3 separate regions of the Mus musculus genome follow, and regions 1 and 2 are each linked to region 3. Evidence: chromatin contacts called from public promoter capture Hi-C data. All regions are on one chromosome and are shown on one strand. The core of a region is the stretch at or near the end of the contact, and the rest is flanking DNA. Distances in the headings are between cores, read along the strand shown.

The links. Promoter capture Hi-C pulls out the DNA fragments that hold promoters and counts their contacts.
Region 1: a promoter capture Hi-C map of pre-B cells shows a contact between it and region 3, with 2.5 times the contacts expected there. The contact joins the promoter of Micall1 here to the promoter of C1qtnf6 in region 3. A contact is called at or near these places in 1 of 39 promoter capture datasets (pre-B cells) and 1 of 115 datasets of contacts at active chromatin or transcription factors (bone marrow-derived macrophages).
Region 2: a contact with region 3 is called in a promoter capture Hi-C map of liver, with 4 times the contacts expected there. The contact joins the promoter of Txn2 here to the promoter of C1qtnf6 in region 3. A contact is called at or near these places in 12 of 39 promoter capture datasets (the 3T3-L1 cell line, 3T3-L1-derived adipocytes, the C10 cell line and 6 more), 1 of 484 Hi-C or Micro-C datasets (cortical neurons) and 2 of 115 datasets of contacts at active chromatin or transcription factors (bone marrow-derived macrophages and pancreatic cancer cells).

The regions. Positions count from the first base shown.
Region 1 is chr15:79,106,863-79,110,515 of GRCm38.p6, reverse strand. It overlaps Micall1 (microtubule associated monooxygenase, calponin and LIM domain containing -like 1), which reads right to left and starts at 1,533. Exons shown (of 16, transcript NM_177461.1): 1 at 1,087-1,533. The coding sequence starts at 1,232.
Region 2 is chr15:77,927,540-77,931,158 of GRCm38.p6, reverse strand. Txn2 (thioredoxin 2) reads left to right here and starts at 2,165. Exons shown (of 4, transcript NM_019913.5): 1 at 2,165-2,252; 2 at 3,205-3,467. The coding sequence starts at 3,205.
Region 3 is chr15:78,528,342-78,531,611 of GRCm38.p6, reverse strand. It overlaps C1qtnf6 (C1q and tumor necrosis factor related protein 6), which reads left to right and starts at 1,961. Exons shown (of 3, transcript NM_028331.5): 1 at 1,961-2,094. The coding sequence starts at 2,089.

The DNA of each region.
Region 1 (3,653 bases), core at 284-2,783, 580 kb before region 3:
AAAGAAAGAGATCCCAGGGCTAAGGGAAGAAAGCTGAGTAGAAGGCCGCCTCGGTTGGTTGTCCTGTGGGTCTGATTATATTTTCCGGGGAGACCCTTCTGAGAAGCTCAGGTAGGAGGGATCCACATTCCAGCCGGAAGCTTCAGATTGGCAGTTGTCAGCTGCACTAGAGACCTCCCCTGCCTGGCTCCTAATTTCTGCTCCATCTTTGTTCCCCACTGTAACCAGCAGAGCCGCGGGACCATACACCTAGACAGATTCCTATCGAGGTGGTTTGGGGAAGTAGTGTACCCGCAGTCACCTGACAGCCATTTAGCTAGGAACCCTGTGCCAGAAACGGGGTTAGTGCCCTACAGAGTATCTGCCCAAAGTGCCTTACAAAAGCTTTCTCCTCCATCCCTCTAGGTTCTTTGCGCCTTAAATGTAAATGGCAAACTAGCTGAAGAGAGAATTAAAACTAATGACCTACATTCCCACGGAAGTCCCACAAAATATGGGACTTGCTGTGCCGGATGATAGCCGCTTATCTATAGAAAGGAATGGGGTTTGTCTTCTAGGGGAGGGAAGGATGGGGAAGTGAGTAAAGCCGAAGCCCGGCAGCTTCTCCCAGGTAGGAAGTGATCTGGGGCCGCATTCTTTCTGAAGACCCTTTCCGGTAGGTGCCCTTACAAAGATGTAAATTTCTATTAGAAAGAAGTCAGCCTCCCAGAGCACCCGGGGACCAGCTCGAACTTAAAGGAAGCCTAACTGGGGGAGTGGCATATTCTCATCTCCTACAGTCAAGTTTGGGGTTACTATGCTCTGACGCCAATGGAGGAAGCGAGGCTCAGTATTTCTGCTGGAGCCTAGAGTAACGACGTCCCGAAGGACGGGTCAGAGTTCCCTCTTAGAGGTCAGAGCCTGACACCAGTGGCCCGAGGTGGGGGAGGGGGTGCACGGTCTTGGGGTCTCGGGTGGCCCTGCTCCGCGTTCAGAAGCGGCGGGTGTGAGGTCCCGGACCTCTCAGGGCGGCGCGTGCCACCGCGTCATTGAGGGGAGCGGCGGTCCCCAGCCCCGCGTGCTCGCTCGCGCACCCCGGGCACTCACAGCAGGTCGGGCCGGTGCCGGTGCAGGATGGCGCAGAAAGCCAGGCCGTCCCGGAAGGAGCTGCTCAGGTCGCGGATGTCCACGCCGCGGTAGCCCTCGCACTGGCGGCGACACCAGGCCAGGAGAGCGCCCCGCGGCCCCGCCATGGCAGGCCCGGCTCGGAGACGGCCCGGACTGGGGCTCGGACTTGGGCTCCGGTTCGTGTGGCTCCGACTCGGGGTCAGGTGGCACTGGGCTGCCGCTTGCGCTCCGGCAGGGCCAGTTTCCGGCTGTGTCTGCGGCGCGGCTCGGAGGTCGGGGCGCCACCGGCGGCCGGGGCGGGGCCTCGGTGTCTTCGCTCCGCTCTGGCGCGGCTAGGGCTGCGGACTCGGCTCCCGACCCCGCCCGGCCAGCCTGCCCCGACCTGCCCGCGAAGCCTCCGCCCCGCGTGGCCCGGCCCGGGCGGCCGCCGCTTACTCACCGCGGCCCGCTGTCCTCATTGTGGGCCGGCCGCGGGCGCCCACCGCCTCCGTCCCCGCCCCTGCCCGCCCGCGTCGCGGGGGAGCGCGAGGAGGATGGGGCCCCACCCTGCGGCCCCGCCCCCGCCGTCGAGCCCCTTCCCCGGAAGGGCGGACGCCCCACATAGCCCCTCTCCTCCAGATCGAGTCAACCCTTCCCTTGGGGAGCCCCTCCTGGAAGAAGGGACAACTCCTCGCTGGCTAGCCCCTCCCCAACGCCACCCCGCAGTCTCCCCAGGCCCTCCTACCCCAAGAGGTGGGACACTCTGGCTTTGCTGCTAGCCTGCCTCAAGCTCACCCTTAGGAACCTTCAGATTCTCCTCACTGACTTCTCTGAACCACACCCACGACTGGTCTGAAAGTCGAGGCACTTTCCCCACAGATCCCAGACCTCCAGATGGCCACCAGCTTTCTTCCATACCCCACCGCGCTACAACACTTCGAACGCCCGCCCCTCCCCCCACGGCCTGCCTAGGGGATCCAAACACCTTTACTACCACCAGGCCAGAGAGCTATGTAGTATGACAGGCTGGGGACCCCACAACCAAGTTGGTCCTTTCTGGTTCCCTCTCTCCGTGTAAACTAGGGGATCATAGATCCTTCCGGGGCTCTGTCTCTTCAACTTTTAGAATGGCTGGGCTCTTGCTGAAAGGACCTAGAAACCGACACAGAGGAAAACCTCTGCTTCCAACGCCTGGTTTGATAGTTTCTTCAAGACCCCACCAGGAGACCCCTCCCCCAGAGGCGCCTCCTAAATAAACCCAGGCTGATGAATCAGCCCCGCAGAGATGGTGACATCACTCTGACCTATGTGTAGCTTGTAGGAATGAGTCTGCTGCTCCCTTCTGAGGGAATGAACAGGGTTTTAGTCATCTGAAACAGGATTTTGGAGTTCTGTTAACCCAGGCTCAAATCCTGGTTCCCTCCCTCCCCAGCAACGTGATCTTGTGTCACCTTGAATTATAGTTTCATATCTTGAAAATGAAGATAGAGCCTTGTAGTTTATGCCCGAGAGGTGCTTGCCAGCCTGGGCTACAAGAGACTTGTTTCAAAACTTAAAAACTGGGCAGAAGCTGGGCATTGGTGGTGCATGCCTGTAAGCCCAGCACTCGGAGGCAGAGGCAGGTGGATTTCTGAGTTCGAGGCCAACCTGGTCTACAGAGTGAGTTCCAGGACAGCCAGGGCTACACAGAGAAACCCTGTCTTGAAACCGCCCCCCCCCCAAAAAAAAAAACTGGGCAGAATGGCTCAAGTGTTCATACATGGCTTGAAGGAATCCTGAGGTTACAATATAAAACTGTCTCAAAAATAAATTGGAGCCTGATATGGTGGCTACCTTTATCCCAACAATCAAGAGTCAGGTGGGTCTCTGGATGTTGAAGGTAAGCTGGATATAGAGTGAGTTCCAGGACAACCAGAGTTATAGAAACCCTGTCTCCAAATAAATAATAGGGCCAGTAAAATGGCTCATCAGGTAAAGGCCAAACTGTTGATCTGAATTCAATTGTCTACACCCACACGATGGAAAGAGAGAGCCAACTTCCAGAAGTTGAACTCTGACCTCCATGCAGATGTCATGGCACACAAGGCTTCCATAACCATAAACACACATAATGGACACAAGAATAAACGTATGGAAACTGTTGAGAGCACTTGCTGCTCTTCTGTCTGCTGGGTTGCATTTTCAGTCTGGACCTAGCTAACCACAGTAACTCCAGTTCTGGGGACCTGACACCCTGATTCTACAAGCACTGTCTGCATGTGGTATACATACAGGCAAAACACACATACAAAATTAATCTTTAAAAAAGTAATGTATGTATGCTTGAGCCCCGTGAGTTAAATAACTGATACTAGCACTCTATGAGAGGGATTGAAACTTTTATACCTAACTTGTCACTTGGGCCTCTGGGGTCAATTACAAAAGAAAGAGGTTGAATTCTGCTTTCTCAAAGCCCACAGAATCGAATTTCACAATACAGGGTCTGAAGGCACATGGGCCAGCTTCACATCTCTGAGTATGCCTGTAGCTAAAAGGCCAACCTTTGGCCTTCCCTGACACCTCCTGCC
Region 2 (3,619 bases), core at 916-3,415, 600 kb after region 3:
CCAGACTCTTAAGATGTCACGTGTAAGTTAATCTATAGAACCCATCTTTATGGAAGACATGACGAGTACTTTACAAAAAAAAATTCAATGCAGTCATGTCTTAAGCTTTATTGTGCACCTGGGACTGAGCTAATTATCACCCGGAAATTTTGATCAAATCGTGTTGTACTTAAATATGCCTAAAATAAACCTCCCAGTGTCGAACTCTCAAAGTCTGACCCAACACCAGCTACTGAGTCGTGTTGAACTAGGCTGCCTTCCTGCCTCATGCAGATCTTGGATCATTACTCTGCGGGCCAAAGTGTTTGCACACACACACACACACACACACACACACACACACACACTTCAGGGCTGACGAAAGAGTGAGAAAAAGTGGGGATGCAGCTCAGCTGACAAAATGCGTGCTTAGTTCAGTTCCAGCACCACCTAAAACTTAGTCTGGGTTAAATGAGACTCTATCAAAGAAAGAAAGAAAGAAAAGAGGTGCAGAGGATGGAGGGGAGATGGAGAGAGAACAGAGGTAGAAAGAGAGGAGAGAAAAAAGAAGTAAGAAGACAGAGAGGGGGAGAGAGGGAGGACAAAAGTAAAAGAGAGAGGGCTGGAGAGATGGCTCAGTGGTTAAGAGCACTGACTGCTCTTCCAGAGGTTCAATTCCACCACATGGTGGCTCACAACCATCTGTAATGGGATCCGATGCCCTCTTCTGGTGTGCCTGAAGACAGTGACAGTGTACTTATATACATAAAATAAATACATCTAAAAAAAGAAAAGAAACAGATAACAAAACAATGAACAGAGACTGGTGGCTGTCAGTTGCAAAGACGAGGGCTGACCTCCACTGGAGCAGACAGAAAAGGGACCCAGAGACAGTGCAGAATCTAGTACCTAGTAGCACTTTTCTCAGAGAGCTCTGGGAGAGCCTTCCAGGCACAACTGCAGATGTAGAACACAAAGACGCCTCAGCAAACCACTAATTATTGAGAGAGTGGGTTAAAATAGGGTGGTAGATGGAGTCCATCTGCTGGGACACATCACATAACCCCTCTGACAGAAACCACTTGCTGAGGTGCGCAAAGATTCTCAACTTAGTGTCTATTGAACAGCCTCTCTGTGCTGGGCATTGTACCAGGTTGGCGCTAAGTATATGCAGATGAGACAACCACAAGTCCCTACTCTCAGAAAGAGACGTTGTCCATGTGTTCTGGAGGATTATAAAGCAGGCGCTAGTGAGAAGAAAGCAGTACTATTCAGAGAAGATAAGGTGAGCAGGTGTTCTAAGTACCCAGAGACAAAGTTCAAAGTGAGCAAAGGTATGGAAGGGAAGGTGGACAGCAACGTGTTCCCCGATCGTAAGGGGCTGGAATACTGGTTACAATATGCATAAATGAGGGACTTACACCTCAGTCACTCATGCCAGTGGGAATGGAGAGAAAGCCCTACACTTTACCTTGGATAGTGCTTCCTTGACAGTTCCAAAAAGTAAGACATGACAGTACAAAAGGTAAGGGCTTTAGAAGTACCGCCAGCCCTTAGGGGCAGAGGGACTTGCTCAATCATAAGAAGTTAGGTTGGGCAGAAAAGAATCAAAAACGGCAGAATAACCCCTTAATGCGACATGTGTACACACACACACACCACACACACGACCGGATCTCACGTAGTTCCTAAGTATCGAGGATGACTTTGAACTCCTGAGCCCTCCGGGGTCCTGGGATTAGGTGTGTGCCATCACACCCAGTTTACTTGGTATTGAGAAGCCAGGCTTTGGGTGTGCTAGACAGGAATCCAATTGAGCCATAACCCCAGCCCGGGAATCTCTTCCTTTTAACACTAAGCTTCTGTCGAGAACAGAGCTTCCTCGGCATTAAAGTGAACACAGCCTTCCAGCCCTTTCCAGAGCTCAGATCCAAGGGTGGGCAATGCCAAGAGGCGCAACACAGCAGGAGCTTGTTCCAAAGCCACTCCTTCCTTCCCGCCCTCTCACCCATCTCCTCCCTCACTGGTCCCACACATTTTCCGGTCCCTCCTCCACGATCCCATTCCTTCCGGTCGCGCCCCTTCAGCCCTACATTTTTCCGTCCTCCTCATTGGTGAAAAAAACCGAGCCGCCCCCAAGTTGCAGAGAAACGTCGTCCGCATAGTCTTTCCCGGAAATGACGCTAGACCTGCCCCTGAGGAAGTGACAACAGGAGTGCCCTTGACGGGCAGGCCGGCTGGGCTCTGCATCCCTCTGCTCGCACTGCCGGGAGGTAGGAGCCCTTGCGGGGTGGGCTGAGCCGGGCTGGCGGCGCGCTTCTCTGCAGGAAGGCGATCGGCAGGGGGATGCCCCTAGAGGGAGGAGGTGGCCTTGGCAGCTGCACGTCCTGTGCTCCCAGTCTCCCTGTCCCCCACCCTCCCCAACACGTGTCCATTCTTTGGGCTTCCCTCCGTACACATGCCACCCGCTTCACTTTGGTACCCCATGGCCGGTTCCTACGCCTCTCAGTTCCTCCTTCCGTAGTTGGGAGTCTTCTTCGCTCATTCTTCGACAGCTTCCCTTTCCTTAATTTCCCATAAAAACACTTTTTTAAAAGAATGACTGATAAAAATTTTACAGACGGCCTTGGGTTCCAATTAGCTGTACTTTAAAAACTGGCCTACGTTGGGCATGGCACTTAACCTACCTGTTGCCCTGAGTATGGACGGTATTATAAGGTTTCTTCAGAGTTGATCAGAGAGAGCCAGTGATGTGTGTGTGTGTGGGGGGGGGGGGCATTGGGCTATACACAGTGATGTAAGGCACTTGAGCCTTGTCCCTCCCTCCATTGACCTTTTATAATTCCACCTCAGCCTTGATTTCTTTTTGGCTGTCAACCCAGTTTTTCTGCCCTTCTAACTTAACGTCTATTCAGTGATGCTGACTCCTTACTCACCTCTAGATATTTTTTTTTTGTTGTCGTGGGGAGGTTTTAGAGACCAGGTTTTATTGTCTAGCCCAAACTGACCTTGCCTTATATCACCTGCCTCGCCTCCCAGGAGGAGGATTGACAGGTGGGCCCCACCACACCTGGCCTTTGAAAATCATATATTACAGTATTTCCATGCATCTTGCTTCCAATTCTGTATGTTCCCAACACCTCATTATTCCAGAATTCTTTGTTTTCCTAGTGTGTTGACTTCCTATTGCATGGCCCCAGCTCTTCCTGCCTCTTGCTCCCACAGATGGCTCAGCGGCTCCTCCTGGGGAGGTTCCTGACCTCAGTCATCTCCAGGAAGCCTCCTCAGGGTGTGTGGGCTTCCCTCACCTCTAAGACCCTGCAGACCCCTCAGTACAATGCTGGTGGTCTAACAGTAATGCCCAGCCCAGCCCGGACAGTACACACCACCAGAGTCTGTTTGACGACCTTTAACGTCCAGGATGGACCTGACTTTCAAGACAGAGTTGTCAACAGTGAGACACCAGTTGTTGTGGACTTTCATGCACAGTGAGTACTGGGGACAGTAAGAGATGGAGGGTCTTACTTAAGTATTTATTGAGGGCTCACTATGGCTCTCTACCATGTGTAATGCTTATCTACATACACTCATTATGAAGACTTTTGAGACCCTGTGCCTGTCCTTAAGTATGCAGTATGGT
Region 3 (3,270 bases), core at 712-3,211:
CCAGGGTTATTAAGACCCAGAGAAATGTCAAGCACACCTTTAATCCCACCACTGGGGAAGCCGAGGTGGTCAGAACTCTATGAGTTCATGGCCAGCCTGGTCTAGAGAGTGAGTTCCAGGACAGCCAGGACTACACAGAGAAACCTTCATATCAGCCCCGCCCCTGCTTCCCCTCCAAAGACTCGGGGAATTAGGGACTTACCCAATGTCATGAAGTTAGAAAGAAGACATGGGACAGAGCCATAGTCTGTCTGTTACTCCAGAGCTGGACTTCATGTCTCAAGTCTACCTGATGTGCCTGGACGCCCTCGTGTCTGAGGTCAGTAGCCGGCAGCCTCTGGTTTGCTAGGGCCGGATGAGCAGCCTTGTCCCTGTATAGTTCGGTGCGGAGTGTAGTGGGGTGCACAGTGCTAGGCACACAGCCTTCTGCACTACTGTGCCCTTCGCCTGCTTCTCCCTGACCGTCCATCTTTTCTTTCATCCATCTTCCCGGCCTTCTTCCCAGAGATCTGAGACTGCCTGGTGCTGTTCCCACCCCCGGGGCCGCTGACTCAGCCCTTTGCTCTGGTGGCTGCAGCTTGAAGCGGGTAGCCTCTCTGCAGGTCTGGCTCTGTGCCTCAAGAATGCTGCTCCGGCAGGGCCACACAGAGCCATGCCAGTGTGAGCTTTGTGGTGGCCCTTATAGGGCTATCATCCCCCTCTCTGCTTTCTTCTGCCAATGTATTCCTGACTGGACCTGAGAACTCCAAGTCATTTTGGGAGGCAGCACCAGACTAGAAGAATCTGGCGTCCTCTCAACTTGGATTTCGCTCTGCTATGTGACCTTGTACCAAAGGCTTGATCTCCCTGGGCCACAATGTCCCTGATTAAGGGATGGGATTAGATCATCTCTGAGGCTCGTTCCAGGCCTAGTCTTGCTGTTGGATTGTCTGCCTAAATGCCCAGGAAGCCTGAACCCAGAGACAGCCCTGTCAAGGACCCTAAGAAATAGGGCTGGTATACTTTTTTATTTTTTATTGAAGTCCCAGACCTAAATCTATCCCCTAAGCAGTGGGCTAGAGAGTAATACCACTGCCAAGACCCTCTAGCTGCTAACCTGGAGAGAGGCTGGAGGTGGGGCTAGGAATAATAAATCTAAATACTTTTGAGGACCAAGGTTCCCCAGAGAGGTGAAACCTAGCTCAGGCAAGGAGGTATCCAGCAAAACTGAAATAACAGGTCGCCAAGGGTGAGGGACATTTTACAGGAATTGCACAGGGTTTCCGACCTCCAGGAAACCAGGGCTAGGAGCCAGGGCGGTGGTCTTTGCTAAACATTCCCCAGTTTGCCCAGGAGGAAACTGAGGCAGGGTTTTGCCTAGTCCCAGGGCACACAGGCTGCCTCCCCCAGCTCCACCTTGAACATGTTGGGGGTTATACTTCTGTAAGGGAGCTGGCTTTAGGAGAGTCAGTGAAGGCAGGATTCCAGGTGGGGAAGAAGGAATAAGCCATCTTTGGTCCAGCATGAATGGTAGGGGCAGAATCCCTGAACACCTCCGGCAGGAGAGGCAATGCTCGACCATGTTGCTGGGTGTTAGGACCAGGATTTATACCTATGGAGGATGGGTACCAGTGGCTCATGCCACTCAGTCTCTGTAGCTCTTGGCAGATGGCTCTTGGGCTCAGACTAGATCCGGGCTGCCTCCCTTTTCCTGAGTAATGCAGAGCCCCGCCCCCTCTCGTGCAGCCTCCAATTTCCAGGCGGAGTCTTTCTAGGCTCTTGATGCTCGTCCTGTCTAACTCCCAGGGCATTTGACTCAAACAGGTCCCCAGCGCTGGGCCAGGGCCACAGATGCCCAAGGATGTTAAAGATCCAAGTCTCCCAGTACCTCCGAGGCAGAGCCCCAGGCTGGAGGGGCGGGAGCAGGAGGAGGGGACTGGGAAGCCAGCTCAGCGTGCTCCCTCCTCCCTCCCTCCCTCCCTCCATCCCTCCGCCCTCCTAGCTCAGTCGTAGGCCTAGGGGTCGGGCCTGCAACAAGTTATCATCACAGACATGGGCCAAGGAGCCAGAGGCCGTCCGGGGTCTGTGAGTTGAGCTTGAGGCCGCAGGATGAGGGTGAGTGGCTGGTGGCCTCTCTTCTTCTGACTGGGATGGGGGTTGGGGTCACAGTCTGAGATTCCTCTGTTCCCCTCTTTCTGGCAAGCACATAGCTCTTTCCCTCTCGCCTAGCCAGCTCATTTGGAAGATCTGCCACCCTGCACTGCTGGCCACCCTGCACTGCTTCTGGTGTTTACCTGCCCCTGCAGGGACTTCCTCACCACCCACCCACCCCCAGCCACTAAGCCCCGCCCATCTGGATGATAAGGTCGGTAGCCCAGCCTCCCACCAAGAGGCTCTGGCATTTTAGGTGAGGTGGTGGGGACCGGCAAGACCCCTCTATGGTTGGTGTGACCCCCACACTTGGTACTGCCTGGCCCCTCTCCTAGCACCCAGCCAGGGATCCCAGCTGCAGTTAGTCCTGTTTCTAGGGAGAGGGCCCTGCTTCCTGCTTCCTGCCCCAAAGCTCCAGTTCTGTGTCTCTGAGCATCTGACTCCCAAGGGACCAGACCGGTAGGAAACAAAAATGTCTCCAAACCATGCTGACTCTCCGGAAGTTCTTTGCCTTTCAAGCCATAGACTCTAGAGTGAGGTCTATACAGGAAGAGGAAGGAATGGGCACTTTGAAGTCTTTGACAAACTGGGCAGTTTCCCCCGAGTGTAAGTCGCCCATATTGCCTGGCAAGGAAGACATGTTGGCGGCTTGTGTGAATGAAAGAGGGGCTAAGCTGCAATCACTAGGTCACATGACCACCAGGTCACGTGTTTGTGAGTTATTCGGATTTCCTTCACAGGGTGGGCACATCTATGGTCAGAATAAAGTATGTGTGTGTGTGTGTGGGGGGGGGGTGTTGCTGCGACCTGTAGTTGAGAATAGGCGTGGAGTTGGTCTCTGAGGGAATTCCCTGCCTGTGGAGCAGAACTAGCAGGCCCCAGCAGTATGATCATTCCAGAAAGGGGGTGTCTATGAAGACACCTCCTGTTGTCACCCCAATCCCTAGAGAGAAGGCTCTGAGCTTCTGTCCCTTTAAAACATAGTCCCTCTTCATAGCCTTTCAAGAAGTAATCATTTTACCTTCTCAGCCTGTATTAACCACAGAAAAATATTTTTGAATTTGTACTAAATGTTAAGAGGAACAAAAAGGAAATAAACAAAGAGACGCCAAGAGGTGTAAAAACCAGTCTGGTTTCAAT